2 separate regions of the Zea mays genome follow, and region 2 is linked to region 1. The links are chromatin contacts, called in public Hi-C maps. All regions are on one chromosome and are shown on one strand. The core of a region is the stretch at or near the end of the contact, and the rest is flanking DNA. Distances in the headings are between cores, read along the strand shown. Region 1 has its middle 46 kb from the start of LOC100284492. Region 2 has its middle 98 kb from the start of LOC100284492.

Evidence for each region. Hi-C and Micro-C count contacts between places; a contact is called where the count stands out from the background.
Region 2: a Hi-C map of endosperm shows a contact between it and region 1, with 4 times the contacts expected there. The contact joins two enhancer-like sites. A contact is called at or near these places in 3 of 25 Hi-C or Micro-C datasets (bundle sheath, endosperm and leaf).

The regions. Positions count from the first base shown.
Region 1 is chr5:48,740,283-48,745,614 of Zm-B73-REFERENCE-NAM-5.0, forward strand. No RefSeq gene overlaps it. Among protein-coding and RNA genes, the nearest start is that of LOC100284492, 46 kb to the right of the region's middle. Within about 2 kb of position 2,594, at least 17 of the 20 cell types and tissues checked have an H3K27ac peak or open chromatin away from gene starts, as enhancers often do. A contact at or near this core is called in bundle sheath, endosperm and leaf, where this site is marked.
Region 2 is chr5:48,884,195-48,889,458 of Zm-B73-REFERENCE-NAM-5.0, forward strand. No RefSeq gene overlaps it. Among protein-coding and RNA genes, the nearest start is that of LOC100284492, 98 kb to the left of the region's middle. Within about 2 kb of position 3,262, at least 17 of the 20 cell types and tissues checked have an H3K27ac peak or open chromatin away from gene starts, as enhancers often do. A contact at or near this core is called in bundle sheath, endosperm and leaf, where this site is marked.

The DNA of each region.
Region 1 (5,332 bases), core at 1,344-3,843:
TCCGGCTATCACCAAATTAAGATCAGGGCAAGTGACGTTCCGAAGACGGCTTTTTCAACCAGATATGGGCTTTATGAGTATCTGGTAATGTCTTTCGGACTAATAACGCCTTAGCTTATTTCATGTATCTAATGAACTCAGTATCCATGCCGGAATTGGACAAATTCGTAGTGGTCTTTATTGATGATATCTTTGTATACTCGAAGAATGAAGAGGAACATATAAGGCACATGCACATATTACTCCAACGCCTATGAGATCACCACTTGTAGGCCAAATTTTCTAAATGTGAATTCTGGCTGAAGCAAATTAAGTTCTTAGGTCACACAATTTCTCAGGAAGGGATAGTAGTTGATCGCGACAAGGTACACAAAGTGATGGAATGGAAGCCTCCTACTACGGTTAGAGAGATTCATAGTTTTCTGAGATTAGCAGGATATTATCGGCGATTTATTCCGGACTTTTCTAGAATTGCCAAACCAATGACTGAGCTTTTGAAGAAGGGAGTCAAATTTGAATGGAGTCAGAAATACAAAGATGCCTTTCACACTTTAAGGCAGCACCTGACAACCGCACCCGTGTTAGCACAACCTGTCACACCCGAGTTTTAGGGGTCCAAAACCCAGGCGCGAAATAATCACCAATTGTGCTAGGATCAAGTCTCACACATATGATGACTCATGGTACAGAAACAAATGTCACAACATTTATATATAACAGAGTTGTGTACAAAATAGTTAAATAATTATATCATATGGAGACAAACGATCCAACAACCATAGTTGACTGGGAGACGACGACCTAGACCACTCATGAACTCATCACGACATCCTTTACACGCCTCATCTTGTGGTACCTGTTCTTGATTTGGGGGATGTGAGTACAACAAGGGTGAGTTCACATAAGTTCATTGCCCAACAAGTTGTGGAGAATAACATGCATGAACTCACCAAAGGTGGGAGCTCATGTGAAGTGTAAGGCTTACCAAAGGAGATGGTTAAAGCTAAGCATTGCTTTTAATGTTGGTCAAAATTTTATTAGCAGTTACTAAATGCAAGTAGATACCGACCCAAATAAATAGGAGATTAAATTAATAATAACACCCACAGTGCAATGCATATGACAAGTTAAGTTTAATTCTTTAATTTAATCATGTGAGTGTTCGAGATGCTCATGACCGTGAGCATGGCTGATATACCAGTTTTACACTCTGCAGAGGCTGCGCATCTTTACCCACAAGTCGTGTTACCCATTTGCCAAGGGATCGCGACTTCCCATTCATCTATGTCGAGGAGACGAGGCAGGATAGCACTACGAGGCCTTTACAAAGTTCCACTAGCTTCCGAAAACCCGCTACGGTTTCTGAGAAGGGCAATATAGGAATCCCTCATCCAAAAAGCCATCGCAGTATGATCGACCCGAGAACCTCCCTATACGTAGCTCCCCTACCGCCCTTGCCCCTTTCGGGTAAGGTAGTGTTCCACTAGCTTTCATAATTAGTCAGTCAATGACGTCCCTTACCACCCTTGTGGTAGCACTGTTTTCTCGGGTGGTTCTCCATGTTCCAATTAACAATACGATCTTATCATGAAGAGTAATTAAAATAACAACATAATTGGAACATGAACATAATAAAACATTAATTTCCCAAAACTAGGTAGAGCAATAGCAAATCTATCCAATAGTTCATCTGTTTGCAAGGTGGGGGATAAATAATGCTAGGGAAATCTATTGGGCCCCATCAAATTAACCTGAGCATGTCACATTGATTAACCAGAACTCTATTAGGTAAAGAAAAGTGATCAAGGGCACAACTTGCCTTAGACTTGAGATTCCCATGTACCAACTTGCTCTTCAAGTGATTCGTAACCTCGCTGCTAGTCGTAGCAATACAAACAAACATGGTATAAGCAAAATTAACATCACACTAAACATAACCACAAACTGCATAATAATGTTCTACGTATCGTAACGAGATCGTAGGCTCGAGAACCACTAAATTTGGAGTTACGGTTTAAAAGTTTTGATTTTCTAAAGATTTAAGTGTGGGGTACAAAAGAAATTAAGTGCATAATTTTATCCTAGATTTCATGACAAAATAAAGTTACTAGATGATAAAGAATATTAATATGAGATTATGCAACTGGAATGGATCAAATCAGAGCTAAAATTTAGGAGATATGAATTTTCTATGATTCTAGGATTATTCTAATACTATCCATTCATTTTCAGGGATTTTCTAGCTTATATAATTCATTCTATTTATTTATCCCGCAATCAGGGACCGCGGCCATCATTTATAAGAAGATCAGGGTCTGTCTTGCAAGAATCCATGAGCCCCTGTACATATGACTGGAGTGCGAGTTGTTTTCAAATATTCATAGACTCTTTTGAAATATTGACAAGCGAAGGGGTATCATCGCATGAGAACCACACGATCCGCAACCCACGAATCAGATTAACTCGCTGCCCTCATTGATTCGACATGGAGCGATGGCCGTTAGATCCAAAATCCACGGACCAAAGATCACCCACACCACGAGTTAGCTTCAGCCTTCCGATCCCCGATCGACGACCCAGAATCTACATTTAATCTGGAGTGCCCATTGCCGGATCAACGACCCAAGCACACATCGGTACACTCTAATCCACATCGCATGCCACGGATCCAACGACCCTTAAGTATCTTCCTCCTTGCGCCCTCCTATCACCGTTTCTCTCTCTTCATGGCCGCCCGACGCCAGCGTGTAATGATCCAGCTGCGTTGAGCCCAAAACCTCACACCAAAATCCTCTACCCGATGCCTAAGACACAACAAATTTGATGGAGGCATACTCACCGGAGATCCCAGGGCGCAGCGATACTCGTCCACACCAATGAGCAGATCCATGGGGAACGCTTCCCCAAGCAAGGAGTTGTGATGGCTACAAGGGTCTCCACACCTGGTTTCGCCACTACTATCTGCTACATGAGCAAGCGATGCTCCCCAACCACCACCCAGAGCCCGAGCGATATCAGCGACGAGTTGAGGGTGCGGCGGCTCTTTTTCCTTCTCGATTAGATGGTGACGAGGCGCTGAGAGATAATGTTGGATGGAGAGGATTATTGGTTCCTATTTATCTGCTGGGAAGACGACTCCGATGTTTGGCGGTTTATGCGGCGAACGACTTCGAGAACCAGCGCGCGATGATCTCGGCTGGCGCAACAACCACGCTGACTGCATCTGGTTTGTTACGAGGAGATGGTGCTGACGAGGGTGGCCCACCCGTCATTAGCTGAGGTCTCCTGGGTCCATATGGCCAAGGCATCAGGCTTTTAGGTGTGGGGCTGGATCGAGCTAGGTTTAGGGTGGCCGGCAGCGGTGTGATGAAGCTGGGCCGGCAAGTAATCAGGCCAAGTACGATTTTTCTTTTTTTATTTATGTTTTAGTTTCCTATTCAATTTCAAATTTGTTTTCAAACTAAGTTCTAGTGTTGATTCACACAATTCAAATGCAACAATCAAAAGAGCATGAGATGCAAGATATTAAATTTTATATCAGTTATTTTACTTATTCAAATAAATTCTTTTGTAAAGTTAGCGTATTCACCAAATAAATTGGAAATCTTTATGTTCAATCTTCTATTAGAAAGTATATCCCTTTTGAACATATAATTTTCTATTCTTATTTATTTTGGAAGAGTTAGTATATAATCCTTACCATGAATTATTTACTTTGGAGGAACTTAACACATATCCTCCAATATTTTTGTTAAAGTAGTTCTAATTATGTGGTTCATGAGAGAAATACCACTTTAGCTAGTAGATGGAAGGGCCCTTTTATTGTTACGTTTTCTTTTCTGGATTTCAATTTAAATTACAATTTCAAAAAAAAGTTTTAGGTTCTATGTTTGATCAACGATGTTTTAGTGTTGCCATCTATTTATTTTAGGAGAGAATAACTTTAAAAGAGAGGGATCCATATCGAAAGACATTTTAATGTTTAATCTTTTGAAGAATCTTTTATAAATCCAAAAATAGGATTTTGGATGTTACACAACCCGACAACACCATGTCTTTCGACGTATATCGCGATGCTTCGGGTACATGACTTGGATGTGTTCTGATGCAAGACAATTGTGTCATTGCATACTCTTCAAGAGCACTCAGGACTCATGAGCAGAATTATCCAACCCATGACTTGGAACTAGAAGTTGTAGTCCATGCTTTAAAAATCCGGAGGCACTACTTGATGAGAGCCCGATGTAACATCTACACTGACCACAAGAGCCTCAAGTATATATTCACCCAGGCTAACCTCAACATGAGACAGAGGAGATGGCTAGAACTAATCAAAGATTATGATCTGGAAGAGCATTGTCACCCTGGGAAAGCAAACGTGGTAGCAGATGCATTAAACCGCAAGTCCCAATGCAATTGCCTGACCATGGATTCTCATGTCATCGCCTTATGCGATGAGTTGAACAGGTTGAACATGGAAGTAGTTTCCTCGGGAACTTTGGATTATATCTCGATCGAGCCAACCTTGCAAGATCAAATCATCTTGGCACAGCTTGGGGACAAGGGAGTCCAAATCATCAAAGATATGCTCACCCAGAAAGTGAAAAAATATAAATGTTTTCATCAAGACAGCAAGGACATATTATGGTTTGAGGTCCGACTTGTTGTTCCTATGGATCATAATCTAAGGAAGAAGATTTTGGACGAGGCTCATCTCACAAAATTTTCCATGCACCCTGGAAGTAACAAGATGTATCACGACCTTCGATCCCTATATTCGTGGACTACGACGAAGAGGGAAATTGCTAAGTACGTGTCTAAGTCTGACACCTGCCAAAGGATTAAAGCAAGTCACTTGAAGATAGCAGGCACCTTACAACCACTCTTTCTCCATCCTGGAAATAGGAAGATATCATCATGGATTTTATTGTTGGATTACCCAATACCTCTCGACACCATGATTCTATCTGGGTTATTGTAGATGGGCTAACCAAGAGAGCTCATTTATTGCCAGTGCATACCACCCACCGAGCAGAAAAATATGCAGAGATCTACATCGATCAAGTGGTATGCTTGCATGGGATACTCAAGACCATTATATCTGATAGGGGAGCTCAGTTCATAGCACGCTTTTGGGAACAACTACATGAGTCCCTTGGAACAACCCTAATTAGAAGCTCAACATACCATCCTTAGACCGATGGCCAAAATAAGAGGGCAAACCAGATTCTTGAAGACATGCTAAGGCATGTGTGATCCACTATGTCAAGAACAGGGACATGTGCCTTTCACTAGCCAAGTTCTCTTACAACAACAGCTACCAAACCAGTTT
Region 2 (5,264 bases), core at 2,012-4,511, 140 kb after region 1:
GCTCGCCTCTGGCCATCGCCCATGCTCTACTCGCGCTTGGACGCGGCTCTGGCTCGCCTTGCCGGCATTGAACACCCAGGTAGCCACCGCGTCCACTCCTCTGTTCTCGCCATGGCTGGCTTGGATCCTGCTCGCGAGTTCCTGGCCGGTCTCCTCTTCCAGCTCGCTCCCTTCGCCAGCCGTCCCAGCTCCAATCCATGGCGCTCAGCACCTACACTCCATGGTCCTTGGCGACAACAAAGAGTGCATGGTCGCCGACCCGATAGCCGTCATTCCCTGCTCGGTCATGGCAACTGGCCACCGCGCCCCTGCTCCCGGCTCCCTGCCCCTCCCATGGAGCCCAGCGCTGTGTCGAACCTGCCATGTCCGTTGCCGGTCGTCAATTTTCTATTCACCATGGTCATCATGTCGGCTGTCTCTATCCGAGCTAGCCCAGCTCACCAGCCGTCGCGCCCTTTTTGCCCGTTGGGCCGTACGTTGTCGCGTCCACCTCGTTGTGTCATCGTGGACTTGTTGGCGTGCTGCTGTGGTATCTGAATCGCGCTCGCCTCAGCTTGGACGAGTTGTCATGCCATCGTCTTCGTCAAATGAAAATTGTTGTGCTGACACGCTAATGCCGTCGATCGCCATCCTCGTCTACGCCAACAAGCCGTAAAGACACTCTTGTGCTGACCACGCGCCACTTGCTCGACCAAAACAAATCCCCCGAGTATCTAGTCAAGAATAGAACTTGTGTGCATCACTCGCTAGATGCTCAAGAAAAGGCTCGAACTGGAGATCATCGTCGTCTCACATCTGCCAAGTTGATTTGATTATGGTGAGCTGATTCTCTACTTTTATTATTTTATTTTAATGAATGGATCGATAGTTATGTAGGTTACGTTGATTCTCGTATTTTTAGCAAGAGCGTTATGTGTTGAATTAACCACGTCGTCTAGTATTCGTCAGTTCGTAGGTCAGTGTTTCTAACGGCTAGCTGACGTGTTTTTCTCGAGTGTTCGATTCTATTAGTTTGAGAAAAGACTCGAACTAGAACCCACTATCGATGCCGCAGTTTCGAGTGAATTTAGTATTAGTGCGGTATTTAACGTGTAATCGACGAAAAGTCCGAATTAGTATTCGTTAATCGATGTAGTGGATCTGAGCTAAACTTATTATTGGCGCACATTTTTGTTAGCCGAATTGTTAGATAGATTAATTAAATATGTGTGATGCGAAATAAAATTAAAATAGCTCTTTGTAATCAAAGTGGTATAATTTATAAAGCGAGGGATAAGTTTAGCATTTAATTAATTAGCTGGTGAGTTGTGTTTAGGCTAATTGTGTTAAATGTGATGATTTGATAGTTGATGTTTTATACAAGTTAATTGAAGCAAGTAATGACCCTAAGTTCTATAAGTCCGTCGGGATAGGTTTTAGGAGAGTAAAATGCTTACACATAGTTTAATGTTGTGTGCTGTTCGAATTAAATCCGCTTAAAATTAGAATGCCATAGCTATAGTTTTAATGTGATATCGATATCTAGTATTTTCGTACACTCAATTTATAGCGTCGGCAAGCGGTGGCTCCAAATTTGGGAAAGGCAAGCTGGCGACCGGAGCAAGGTGAGTCACCGGAGTCGCTTATTGTGGCATTTACTGGGAAAAGGGTTTACGTCAGTCACGACTTAGTCTTCACGGCCCACGACGATGTGGTGAAACAACTTAAGGCGTGTCGTGACCGAGGTGAACGGCGGGCACGATGACGGCGGTCGCGCGGCCACGTTGTCGGTCAAGTGAGTACGACGACTGAGCAGTAACAGTGCCCCAAGTTCATCCTCCGCGCGAGATCTTTCACCTCACGTAGATATCCGCGCACCACTGGGCACGAATCGCAACGCTGGCGTGGATCGCGGCGTGAGTTCATCGGCGACGAGATGCGCTGAACCTGGATTCTTGTTCAGTTCACTATACCATCGTGATCCCAATAAGTCGTTCTGACAGAGCAAGTTTAGGAACTCTTTCCTCAAATTTTTATGGAACAACCCACTAATCCGTCTGTAGCAAAGTTGTTCTTCAACAAACCAGCTTTGATTTTGTTATAGCAACCTCGATCAAACATCCACTGGATCCTATGCAAAATCGATCTCAAAGTTCATCCTAGTTCACTGTTAGTCGAATTTCAGTATCAAGGGTGACTGATATCTTAACTTCAGGTCCATTTTTCTCCTATTTCCATACAGCTCCAAGGCTTAGTCACTTAATCAAACTTGAACTACTAACATAGCTCTACCATTTTGTTGTAATGACTTGGGGCAGAATCTCCATGGATTAAGAATACAAGGTTCCAAACTTGGTCTAATGTCACTGATTTTAGGGTTTAAGCCATATGGTGCCATTGGGGCTTTTTGCAAATTACTCCAATTTGCTCCACAATACTTGAAAATCTTCCAATGTAAAAGTTGTTTAGTTTTTGATACTCTACCACTTGATATATGCACTTTGGTTCAAAAGTGCATAGAAATTGAAATCACCTTATACGACACAAATTAAGGTTTCCAGGGCTCTTATAGGGTTTTGACTGTTCTAGGGTTTGTGTGCCACTCAAATCCATCAAGTTTAGTCTCTTATGAACATTTCCACTAACTTTTGAGATAATACTCAATTTGGCATCACACACACTGTAATACCCAACTTTGGAATATAAAAGTGTGGAATAAACCTTTTTGTGTGAGGCCTTTTCATTCATGGGAACTATTAGGACACATACTGAAAGAGAATAATTCTTCAATAAAATGTGCATCATGTTGGAATTTATGTGTTGTTGCATCTATAAATAATAAATATAATATTAATGAAAATATGTTAGTGCCCAAATTTGGAATTTAGACCAAACTTATCTCTTAGAAAAGAAAAGAAACAAATGATGAAGAGAATAAGGGAAATATTATATAAATATAAAGAATATATATATATAAATGCACCTGTCATACAAATATTTGAATTTGAATATTTCATCTAAGCATGAACTTCACAACAATATTTGAATTCAAATTTAGAAAAAAAATGAAAAGAAACCAGAAAAAAGAAAAAGAGAAGGGAATTACCCGCGCATGGGCTGAGCACCGCTCCATTTGGCCCATCTAGCCATTTCCTTTGCGCAGCCCTGATCTCGCTTCTGCTATGGTGGCGCCGACATCCGGGGCCCGCAGGTCAGCATATCCCACGCTCGCGCGGGCGGTACACTGTCAGGTGGGGCCGCCAGCTCAATGAACTCCCTAAACCAATGACACATGGGCCCAAGTGGTCAGCTCGATTTCCCCTTCCGGCTGTACACGTTGGTTAGACTGCTCGGTGGGCCCAGCAAGTCAGTGACATCCCCTTCGATGGAATCGCGGGCGTGCAACAGAACCCGAGCTCCCTGCTCATGGCCGACCTCGTCGTACCCGCCCGCTTCGGTCGCGGCCGTTGTGGCCTCGCCCTCGGACTACTTAAGTCTAGGTCGCCTACGCCGTGCGCCCGAACCCAATTGCTTCATCCACGTAGAAGGACCGTGTCGCGCGACTGGTTCCCACCGCCGCCGTGGGAGAAGAATTCTGCTGTAGCCACGCTACGAGTTATCATCGACGATCGTGGCTGGAGAAGGGTCCCTGGTGCTCCTCTAAGTCACACTAATCGTGCGTGTGTCCGAATCGGGGAAGTGTGGCACTAGTGGCGCCGGAATTTCTCGACGGACATCCGCTCCGCCGCGGGGCCATCCTGTACTGTGGACCAGGGTTTGTGCGGCCCAAATCCTCGGTATGTTGCCTGCTTCGAGTTCTCTACCTATCTGTTATTGTATACGATCGTTGAATTTAGTAATAGGTCGTCCAGGGGTCGGTTAGCCGTCGCCGTTGTGTTCTCCGTCGCGGGGATCGGTGACGCTTCCGTGCTCTACGACCGGGCGAAGAAGACGGGGGCGCATCCGTCCGATCTTGCACCAGCGACAGAGATTAGTTCGGCGAACCCGTTAGGTCTTGTTAGATCGGTGCTGTTGATCCTGGATCCTACGGCTGTGATTTCGCCTAGCGTAACAATTCAACCAGAGTGCACCAGGACAGTTCGATCACGATCGGGCGAGTCCTATTGAATACCGATTCGGGATGGGGGTTGATCTAATTTGGGCGCCTCATTCTAGATCGGATGGCCGTGGGACCACGGTACCCCTTCAGACGCAAGAACAAATGAGCCCTTCTGTTTATAGTGATTCAACCAGCGGTCCGTCCTAGTAGATGACTGAGTCTAAAGAGTTTTATAGGTTGGCCCCTTTACTTGTCAGTATTAGTGCACGCAACCCCGACCGTTGATAAAAACAGATAAATGAATATAGAAATCAATTTTTAGTACAAAAATTATTCCAGAAATTTGTATAATTCATATTAAATTCATTTTAACCCCAAATTGATCCATTCCAGTGGCATTAATTTTGTTTTAATATTCTTCATCACCTAGTACCTCTGTTTAGACATGAAACTTGAATTAAAATTGTTTATTTGAATTAATCTATTCTAAGTACTCAATAACTTCGGAAATTCATAACTTAATAACCGTAGATCCAAATTTAGTGGTTCTTGTTCCAATGATCTCGTTACACAGTGTAGAATATTATCATGCATTCTGTTCTATTGATTGGTGTGATGTTAATTTTTGCTATACTATGTATGTTTGTACTGATGCGAGTAGATGAGAAGCCACAGAGGATCCAGGGGTTCAGTAGGTGGAGACTGCTGAGAAGGAGCTCGTTGAAGGCATGTTGTGCCCTTGATCACTTCTTTTTACCTAGTCATATTCTTATTAATCATAATGATCTGCATAGGTTAATTTTGATGGGATCCTTTAGGTTACCCTAGTTTGACTATCTTTATACCTTGACTCTACTGAACTTTTTGAGTAGTACTTGCTATTGCTTTATGTGGATTTGGGTATGGAGATACATTATTCATGTTCACACTCTTATTATCAGTTTATTATTATTGTTCATGTTAAGATCATTATGTTAATTGGAACATGGAGTGACCACCCGGGAAAACAGTGCTACCACAAGGGTGGTATGGGACACCCTTGGCTGATTAATTAGGAAAGCTAGTGGATGACTACCTTACCCGAAAGGGGCAAGGGCAGTAGGGGAGTGGTCAGTGTAGGGAGGTCCTTTTGTTGATTTTGCTACGATGGCGGTCAGGCGAGGGATCCCTACATTGGAGCTTCCTATAAACTGTAGCGGGTTTTCTGAAGCTAGTGGAACTTTGT